Regions from separate parts of the Callithrix jacchus genome. Here region 1 is linked to region 2. A link is a contact called in public Hi-C data. All regions are on one chromosome and are shown on one strand. The core of a region is the stretch at or near the end of the contact, and the rest is flanking DNA. Distances in the headings are between cores, read along the strand shown.

Region 1 (4,903 bases), core at 1,403-3,902, 140 kb before region 2:
CATGAGTAAAATGCAAATTTTTCATAAACAAAAGACTTCAAAGAAATTACTACAGGTTGCACCAGGAACCTAGTACCCACGTCCTAGGAAAAGTGTAATATATATTTGTGGAAAAGTTTGAGAAATAGGATATCATGTACTATACAGGTATATGGTTTTCTAAGCCAACAGGTAAGTATTTTGAACCCACATGCAGGTTCACAGACCACCTGGATTCCTGCACTGGGATGCTAGCCCTTTTTCTCTTTGGGTACCCCTCCTCACTACAAAATTACCTCTCACGCTCTATCAACCTTATAACAGTTGCTATTCTCCCACGCATTCCAGGTAAGTATAAAGAATTTCAGCAATTTAGCCTGGTGATGCCCTGCCTTTGTATTTTTCTTTTATTATTTTTGTAAAGGAAAAAAAAAATCTCAGGACCTCTCCCAAATTTCTTACACAAAAGGGAAGGTTGAGCCCAGAGGCCAAGTGACTGCAACACCCCCTTCCAAATGAATGGCTGTTACTAGCATTATCCTACAGCCAGATCCCCAAGGAAAGATAAAAATCCTCAGCCCAGGAGAACTGCTTGAACCCAGGAGGCGGAGGTTACGGTGAGTTGCACCATTGCACTCCAGTCTGTGTAACAACAATGAAACTCCATCTCAAAAAAAAAAAAAAAAAAAAAAGCCTCAGCCATCTGCAAAGGGCTGCCCTCACAGATCATTGATAAATTCTTTGCTGGTCTCCCATAAATAAGGGCATGCCAACTGTAACTTTAGGTTTACAACTTAAGTCTAGTTCTTAAAACTAAAGTCTAAAGCATAAACAGATCACGTTGGGTGGCTCATGCCTGTAATCCCAGCACTTTATGGGGCCAATGTGGGTGGATAGTTTGAGGTCAGCAGTTCGAGACCAGCCTGGCCAACATAGTGAAACCCTGGCTCTACTAAAAATACAAAAAACCCTGGATGTGGTGGCATGCACCTGTAATCCCAGCTATTTGAGAGGCTGAGGCAGGAGAATCACTTGAACCCAGGAGGTGGAGGTTGCAGTGAGCTGAGATCATGCCTCTGCACACCAGCCTGGGCAACAGAGTGAGACTCTGTCTCAAAAAAAAAAAAAAAAGTATGAATAAAAATGTCTTCCCATATTTTGGATAGTTTTCTCAGTCTTGGTCTAGAACTGCATTTACTCAACTAAAAAGTATGAATATTTTTATGACATCTGAAAAACTGAGCAACATTACAATCTTACTAAGACAACATTTCATTGAGTTTTGAACATGCTTATTTCTTTGGGGAAAAAGTAGGTAGTTATGTAAACCTAAAATAAAATTCTAAGCCCCCCAACCATCTGAACGGACCCCTCCTCTCAACGAAAGCCATTCCAAAGTTAACCTGAAAAACTAGTTCAGGCCTTCTACAATGACAATGTCAATTACAAGCTTATCTTCTCTGGTCCAAAACAAAGTCAAGAATCCACCTACCTAGAGACATCTGCATAACTGACTCTTCCTTTACTCTCTTTTTCTTTCTTTCTTTCTTTTTTTGAGACGGAGTTTCGCTCTTGTTACCCAGGCTGGAGTGCAATGGCGCGATCTCGGCTCACCGCAACCTCCCCCTCCTGGGTTCAGGCAATTCTCCTGCCTCAGCCTCCTGAGTAGCTGGGATTACAGGCACGCACCACCGTGCCCAGCTAATTTTTTGTATTTTTAGTAGAGACGGGGTTTCACCATGTTGACCAGGTCTCAATCTCTTGACCTCGTGATTCACCCGCCTCGGCCTCCCAAAGTGCTGGGATTACATTCTCTCTTTTTCTTTTTAAGACACTCATGGTATCTTACTTATAATACAGATTTCTTGACCACTAAAGTCTTACGGAACTATTTGTCTTACCACCTCCTGAAAACCTCTCCGGAAAACCAGTCACAGATGTGTCTGTGGCTCATGTTTCTCCCGCATGCGCCCTGAAGCAGGCTTAGTAAACCTCGAGGACTGAGAATGATGCTTCTGTCACTCACTCCCTTCGGTTGTCATTTTTTATTGGCCTGTAAGAATCCTGAGGGCAGAGAAATCCTGGCCACACTTAGTTCACTATCCCGTGGGACAGGGCGCCTGTTAACCTGAGGAAATGCGTTTCAGTTAATGTTTTTTTATTATCAAATATGTCATCTGAGCTGCAGTACCTTGCCGGAAAGCAGCACACTAGACACAAAGCTCTGGCACCGCCACTTCCTGGGGGGTGGGACCCGGGCGCGCCCAAGGATCAGTACGCCGGTAGCAGGCAAGCGACGAGGGAGGACTCACAACACCACTCTCCTGTTTCATTTTCGAGCCCAGGTTGGGTTTAATCTGAGCGCTGCGGCTAGGGACCCCAAACCACCGGGGCAAAGAGGACCAAAGAGTTCCGAGACTGGGCGTCTGTTGCCCCCAACACCATCGCCGCCCCCGTAGCCCAGTTGCGCGCCCTGTCTCCGGCCCCACGCCGAGACTCTTCTCACCGCCTCTCACCTGCGGCTGCGGGCAACACCCATAGCGCCACGGCGACGAGCATCAGGGTCGTCGCGCCCAGGAGGGCGACCATCCTCCGCGAGCCGCCGTAAGTCCCACCAGTCACATCTCCGCTCACGCGCTGCTCCTCTTAGCTCACATCTCCCCGTCCTAAGTCACATCGGCGCTCTGCGCACGCGCTGCCCCTCCTAGCTGTCACCGCCCCTCTGTGCCCGGGCCGCCCCGCCTAGCCCTCACCGCCCCATCGCGCAGGCGCCGCCCTTCCTAGCGCTCACTGCCTCTCTGCGCACGCGCCTCCCCTCCCTCTGCGCACGCGCCTTGGAAATGGGAGGCCCTCTGCTTTCTCTCCTTCCTTACTGTTTCCGGCTAGTGGCGCATCTGGCGCAGTACACGCTTGCTTTCTGGGAAAACCCCGCCTCACGGGAGGCCTTGACCGTCACTGGAATGCGGCAGGCGCCTGCGGAGACCTGTACACCTTGGAGTTCCCGCGTCTCTTCCCCGTGTCTGCAGCTGGGGGGCGCGGGTGTGGTCCCGATCGCTGCCCGGCGCTCTTCGTCCTTGCCCTTAGGCGCTCGCTGACCCTAGAACCTTGGAAGGTGGCGTTGGGAATCCCCAGCGGCCTGGGAACCTGATGAGGCTGGGAGAAGGAAGCGGTTGAGGACCCGACAGTTCCTGTGTGCAGAGCGAAAGCGGGACCAGAGGCCGTGGAGCGCTCATTCGGGGCGACCTGGCTGAGGGGCGCGATGGTCCGAGAGAACCGCCACGTTCTTGGGCCGAGGGGCTCCAGAACAGCGGTTGCTAGGCTGTTTTGCCCTCTCTTCCTTCCAGTGGCCGGAGAGTCTCCTCTTCTCTCTCCCCTCTCTCTTTTCGTCTCTCTCCCCTTGGTCTGTTACCCAGCAGGCTGGAGTGCAGTGATGTGATCGTAACTCTCCAAGCTTCATCAGTAAACATTTCGAGCCCACCGTTCGAATGGTTATTTAATTAAATTCCTCAATAATAGATAACGTGCATTGTGAAAATACGCGAAATAAAACTTAAATGATGAAATAGTGTAAAGAATCGAATACTTGGTTGTTAAAACAACTAAACAATTAATTAGCAATTATATAATTAAATGAATATTTGTAAAGGACAATGCAATGGAATATGGTTGGTTGGTTGGGTTTTTTGAGTCAAAGTCTCACTCTGTCGCCCAGGTCGGAGTTCAGTGGCGCGGCTCACTGCAACCTCTTCCTCCTGGGTTCAAGGGATTCTTCTGCCTCAGCCTCCTGAGTAGCTGAGATTACAGGCGTGCGCTACTACGCCTGGCTAATTTTTGTGTTTTTAATAGAGATGGGATTTCTCCTATGTTACCCAGGCTGGTCTCGAACTCTGTACCTCAAGTGATCTGCCCGCCTCGACCTCCCCAAGTGCTGAGATTGCAGGTGTGAGCCACCAAGCCCAGGGGGAATATGCCTATTTTAAAAACATCTTAGAAGTATAATTTGCGTATCATGAAATTCACCCAGTTTCATTGAATAATGATTTTTAGGAAATCTATCGAGTTGTTAGGAATGGTTTTGAAAACCTTGAATTACCACTCTATGATTCAGCGATTTGGGGGTTTGAGTCTGAGTGTGTCAGTACTTAGTTTTAACAACATCAAAGGTGGAAAAACACCCCATGAAGATACGTGGGTCCAAAGGGAAGAGGAAAATTCCTGGTTGCGATAATAAATTATACTTATTTTAAAAGCCTTTCCAACGACTCTTCATGCTTAAATTAAAATTTCCATTTCCTGCTTTCCAAAAGTTCTTGCAAACTGGTTGAAATAGGATGTATTTCTATATTTAGTACAGTCAACTCAAATGACTAAAACCTTTCATTAGATTTTTAAACACATTGGCAATTTCCTCTCCTTTTCTTTTTTCCCCCTTTTTTTCTTTTTCTCTCTGTCTCTCTCTCTCTCTCCCCTTTCCCCTCTTCCCCCTCCCATCTCCCTTCTCTCCCATCTCCTCATGCTGTGTTACCCAGGCTGGAGTGCAGTGGTGTGACCATAAATCTGCAGCCACAATCTCCCAGGTTCAAGTGATCCTCCCACCTCAGCCACCGAAGTAACTGCCCCCCGACTTTCTTTAGTGAGCAGCTAGAGTTTTTGTAGATGCTCAGAGTTGTTTCAGCAATAAAAAATTACACCCAAATGAATATATTTCCAGATACATTTAAAAATGCAAGAGTTTCTTTTGACTTTCCCTTTTCATATTAAAAGTAAGTTTAAAGGTTCAATGGTTTTGTTTTTCAATTATCTGCTACATAAGCATGCTTGTCTGAGCTACTTGTTAAAGAAAATGTCAGTAAGTATCTTTATAAAAATACGTAATTTATTTTTAAATTGACAGTAATTTGCATGGCAGAAAGATTTTCATAGT
Region 2 (4,900 bases), core at 269-2,768:
TGACCTCAGGTGATCCGCCCACCTCGGCCTCCCAAAGTGCTGGGATTATAGGTGTGAGCCACTGCACCCATCCGTAATTTTTCTTAATAAAGTATATCAAAGTAGATAACGTGCTAAAATAAGAACAGTTTCCACTCAAGTGGAATTGCCTAAAGAAGAGGTGTGTCCATCATCATTGTTCTGTAGACTTTAGTTCATCCAGCATATGTCTTACTTCCTTTTCTTTACAGGGTTCCATAAGGAGCTATGCTGTGGGCAAACTGTTAGCTGGAGCTGTGATAATTAGGCCAAGGTCATGCATCTGTCCCCTGTGGGCCAGTTAGCTCAGCTTGGCTCCATGTCCATACACACTGATCTTCACCCAGAGGCAGACTCACAATTTTGTGACCCCGTCCCAAAGGAAACCCTGCCGGGGAAGGGTTTCTGTGGATCAGGGTAAATGGCTCCAGCCTGAGAAGCACCTTCGCGATCAGCTCGGTTATGGTCATTATGACCCGGAGGTGGCGCTGTTTCTCAAGGAAAAGAGACGTAGGGCGCTGACAGTCTATTTTAAAGTGAGTGTGAAATGACAGAATATCTGAGTTGGAGAGAATCTGCGAGGTAATCTTTGTATCAAATTCCTCATTTTCCAGGCAAGGAAACAGATCCAGAGAGATAAAAACTCTTGTTAGAAGTCACACCACAGATTGACGACAGAGGCATGACTAGACTCGGGCCTCCCAGATCATAAATTTTCTTTTTTTTTTTTCTTTTAAAGACGGGCTTTCACCATGTTGGTCAGGCTGGTCTCGAACTCCCGCCCTCAGGTGATCCGCCCGCGTTGGCCTCCAAAGTGCTTGGATTACAGGCGTGAGCCACATTACCCCTGGCCGTCCCAGATCATAAACTTAAAATTTCACGACACTAATGGTTTTCTGATCCTAAATAGTATCAAGCAATGAATAATGCTTAAAAGAAAACTGAATGAATCATCGATACCTAACCTGGTTATACTGTCAACGAATTAAGTTAATGAATTTCAAATGTCTGTTCCTTCTTTTTTTTTTTTTTTTTCAAATCATTTTATCTTTAATAATCTCGCAGTAATTTAAAGTATGAGAAAAGTCAAACATGCTCCCTCTACGGATGATGCCACCATGATAGGCTCACACAAGCATGATCAATCGCCATGATGACACTGGATGCCACAGAGTATGGCTGGCAAAAAGGCATCAGGGCTCACGGATTGAAGAGTTTGGTTATGGAGTCTCTGAGGGGTAACCAGCAGCAGAAGAGATATCAGTTTAACGGACTTTCAGAGGACAGGGCGCGGTTGCTGGGTCATGAGCACCTTAAAGCGTTTCTTGATGGTGATTCGGTGTCGTGAGTATTTGTCATCTGGGGAGAACCGAGCAGGATGGGCTGAACAGGTCTGTTGTCCCATTGGGTCAAATTTCTTCAGCGTATAGACCCGATCTCCCTCCTCGTTGAGGTAATACTGGAGAAACATGACCACTCTTGAGCCAGAGGTTCCAATTCGGTCAAATGTCTGTTACTTCTAATCACAGGTCAGATTCAAGTGGTTTTGCTTTTATTACAAAAAGCATCTTTACATATATCTGCAACTTAATGGATAATTTATTTTTTCCTTTACTTATATTTGAAAGAAGAAGCATAATGGGTATGAACAGCATTTAATTATATACTGATTTCTTGTGAACTGTAGGTAAGCATTATTTGTTTAAATGATCACAATTGAGAAAACATGTGAGTTTTTAACCACTGCTCACAGATTGCAGGCTGATCGTAACTCTATGGTAGCGCTTTATAACCTTTTTCCTAATTCATAGAAAGTGAAGCATATTAGACAGTGGACGTGGCAAGTACATCCCTGCAGGTGTATACAGAATTGGAATTCATCTTTTAGAAGACTTCTGTTTTGAAAACAAATTATTATTATTACTATTATTTTTGAGATGGAGTCTTGCTCTATCCCCCAGGCAGGAGTGCAGTGGTGTGATCTCAGCTCACTGCAACCCCTGCCTCCTGGGTTTAAGCGATTCTCCTGCCTCAGCCTCCCAAGTAGCTGGCATTACAGACACCCACCACCACACCCGGCTAATTTTTTGGTTTTAGTAGAGAGATGGGGTTTCACCATGTTGGCCAGGCTGGTTTTGAACTCCTGACTTCAGGTGATCCACCTGCCTCAGCCTCCCAAAGTTCTGGGATTACAGGCATGAGCCACTGCGTCTGGCCTACAAATGATTTTTTTAAAGTAAGTTTTTGCTTATTTTTTTGGGTATGGTGAGTACTTGGGAACATGAGAGAGTGTTTCCTACTTTTCTCATGGTGACAGTTGTCAAGATGTGGTGAGTGAGGTTCGGAGCCTGTGTTGTAGAATTCAACGTCACCAAAAAAGGCAGGTCTCTTGTCTCTACTCAAGGCATCAGTTGAAACTTTTCTTGCCATCCTGATCAAATGCAGTTGTAGACATCGCCTCAGGGAGATTAGCACCCTTTCTCCAATTCATCTCGGAGAGGTGGTTTTTATTATTCTTGTACTCTGTTTTTATCCCTTCTTCCAGAGCTAAGGGACGCTCATCAGACTGCATGATTTCTGAAATAGGAATCGGAATCTATTCAAGATTTAGGAATAGAGAATTTTTATTTTTTAAAAACATGTTACATTTTGTCACACTGTCCAATGATATAACAGAACCACAGACTTTTCTGGTTGTGACCTGCTCTTTATTTTTACTTAGATCCAGGCTCTCTTCAATGACTCTCTCTCTCTCTCTCTTTTTTTTGAGATGGAGTCTCGCTCTGTTGCCTAGACTGTAGCACAGTGGTGTGATCTTGGCTCACTGCAACCTCTGCCTCCTGGGTTCAAGCAAGTCTTGTGCCTCAGCCTCCTGAGTAGCTGGGAGTACAGGTGTGAATTACAATGCTTGGCTAATTTTTGCATGTTTTGGTAGAGGCTGGATTTCACCATGTTTCCCAGCCTGGTCTTGAACTCCTGGCCTTAAGCAATCAGCCTGCCTCAGCCTCCCAAAGTGCTGGGATTACAAGTGTGAGCTACCATGCCCGGCCTCTCTTCAAGGACTCTCTTTGCTATATCGGCATCACCGAGGACTTTGGTAGGGCTACAGAATCTTGGGCCTCACCTCAGACTTACCCAATCATTATCTGGTTTGTTAGGCATTTTAGCGCTGACTAAAATACACAGATGTATCAGATGAGCAGAAATGACCATCCTCATTGACCTTAGTTCAGTCTTTATTTGACTATCAGTGTTTTGTCCTTCTCCATGTGGTCACTCTCATTCATGCAGTTTCACAAATATTTCTTAAGGCCCAATCTGTGGCAGACATTATCCAAAGGGCTGAGAATAAAGATGAAAAAAATCGTTTACTCAAAGTGTGTAGTATGTCATCTAGTGATTAGTTATGGAGGAAAAGGCAGGCTAGCGGGGCCAGGAGCATGGGAAAAGGTGCAGTGGTACACAGAGTGATCGGCGAAGGCTTTTCCCAGGAAGGGGCCTCTGAGCAGACAAAGGAATGGTAGAAGGAGAAACTGTGTGGAGGGCTCAGGGAAATACCTTCTTTGCCCTCCAAAGCTACTAGGGAATCGCTATGAGAGAGGGTTGCCACATTTAGCAAAAACACAAGATGCCTAGTTGAATTTGAATTTCACATCAACCTTGAATATGTGTTGGGTATAACATACTAACTTTTTTTTTTTTGAGACAGAGTCTCACTCTGTTGCCCAGGCTGGAGCGCAGTGGTGCCGTCTTGGCTCACTGCAACCTCTGCCTCCTGGATTCAAGCGATTCTCCTGCCTCAGCCTCCTGAGTAGCTGGAATTACAGGCACCAGCCACCATGCCTGGCTAAGTTTTGCATTTTTAGTAGAGACAGGGTTTTAGCATGTTGGCCAGGCTGGTCTTGAAGTCCTGACCTCAGGTGATCTGCCCGCCTCGGCCTCCCAAAGTGCTGGGATTACATGCGTGAGCCACTGCGCCTGGCCTAACTTTCAATATTATATAATACACATGTATAAAATTTCATACATATGCTAGTACGTATAGTAAATTATACTGTAATGTTTTTACTATGTCCCAAGTAATATTTATGACATTTATTTATACTAAAAAATTTATTGTTTATAGGAAATTAAAATTTAACTGGACGTCTCGTATCTGTGTGACCCTCTGTCTGACTGATAGCTTCTGGACTAGACCCTGGCTGGCGGAGTGCCCTCTCAGCAGGACCACCATTTCCCTCCTCAGTCAAACCTCACCTTGTTCCCCAGGCTCTGGGCAGGGGCACCTTGAGGGTGGTGGCCGTCTATGGCCTCGTGTCGTCTCCACAGGTGATACCTAAATTCTGTAGTCAGATAAGCGTGTGCACCTGTCTTCTCAGCCAGCCAAGTATTTCCTAAACTAAACGCTCCTAAAAAGTCTTCTCTAGTGGATGAAACACACCTTAGAATGCCTTCCAGAATATACTGCATTGTGAATGGATCGCAGTGGGGGGAAAAAAGTGAATTGTTCCTTTGTCCATCTAACGTTTGGCAGAAACTTGTGATTTATTTTGCAGCCAACCACACATGGAATCCAGTTTGCAGTTTTCCAAAGGCTATTTCTGATGTGGGATGTGTGACTCCTGACGCCTATTCTTGGTAGAATCTGTGGTGTAACGTCTTTGTGTCTGTGCTAAGAGTCAAGCCATTAACCTCCCAAATTTATTTATTTATTTATTTGAGATGGAGTTTTGCTCTTGTTGCCCAGGCTGGAGTGCAATGGCACAATCTCTCCTCACTGCAACCTCCGCCTCCTGGGTTCAAACGATTTTCTTGCCTCAGCCTCCCAAGTAGCTGGGATTATGGGCATGCGCCACCACACTGCACTCATTTTGTATTTTTA

What was found. Hi-C and Micro-C count contacts between places; a contact is called where the count stands out from the background.
Region 1: a contact with region 2 is called in a Hi-C map of induced pluripotent stem cells, with 4 times the contacts expected there. The contact joins the promoter of IFNAR1 here to the promoter of LOC103789626 in region 2. A contact is called at or near these places in 3 of 3 Hi-C or Micro-C datasets (induced pluripotent stem cells and skeletal muscle).

The regions. Positions count from the first base shown.
Region 1 is chr21:39,384,931-39,389,833 of calJac240_pri, reverse strand. It overlaps IFNAR1 (interferon alpha and beta receptor subunit 1), which reads right to left and starts at 2,652. Exons shown (of 12, transcript XM_078358736.1): 1 at 2,496-2,652. The coding sequence starts at 2,568.
Region 2 is chr21:39,245,844-39,250,743 of calJac240_pri, reverse strand. It overlaps LOC103789626 (H/ACA ribonucleoprotein complex subunit 3), which reads right to left and starts at 1,518. Exons shown (of 1, transcript XM_008986597.5): 1 at 1-1,518. The coding sequence starts at 1,489. The coding sequence ends at 1,295. All of the region lies in intron 2 of LOC118149920 (a long non-coding RNA gene), which reads left to right.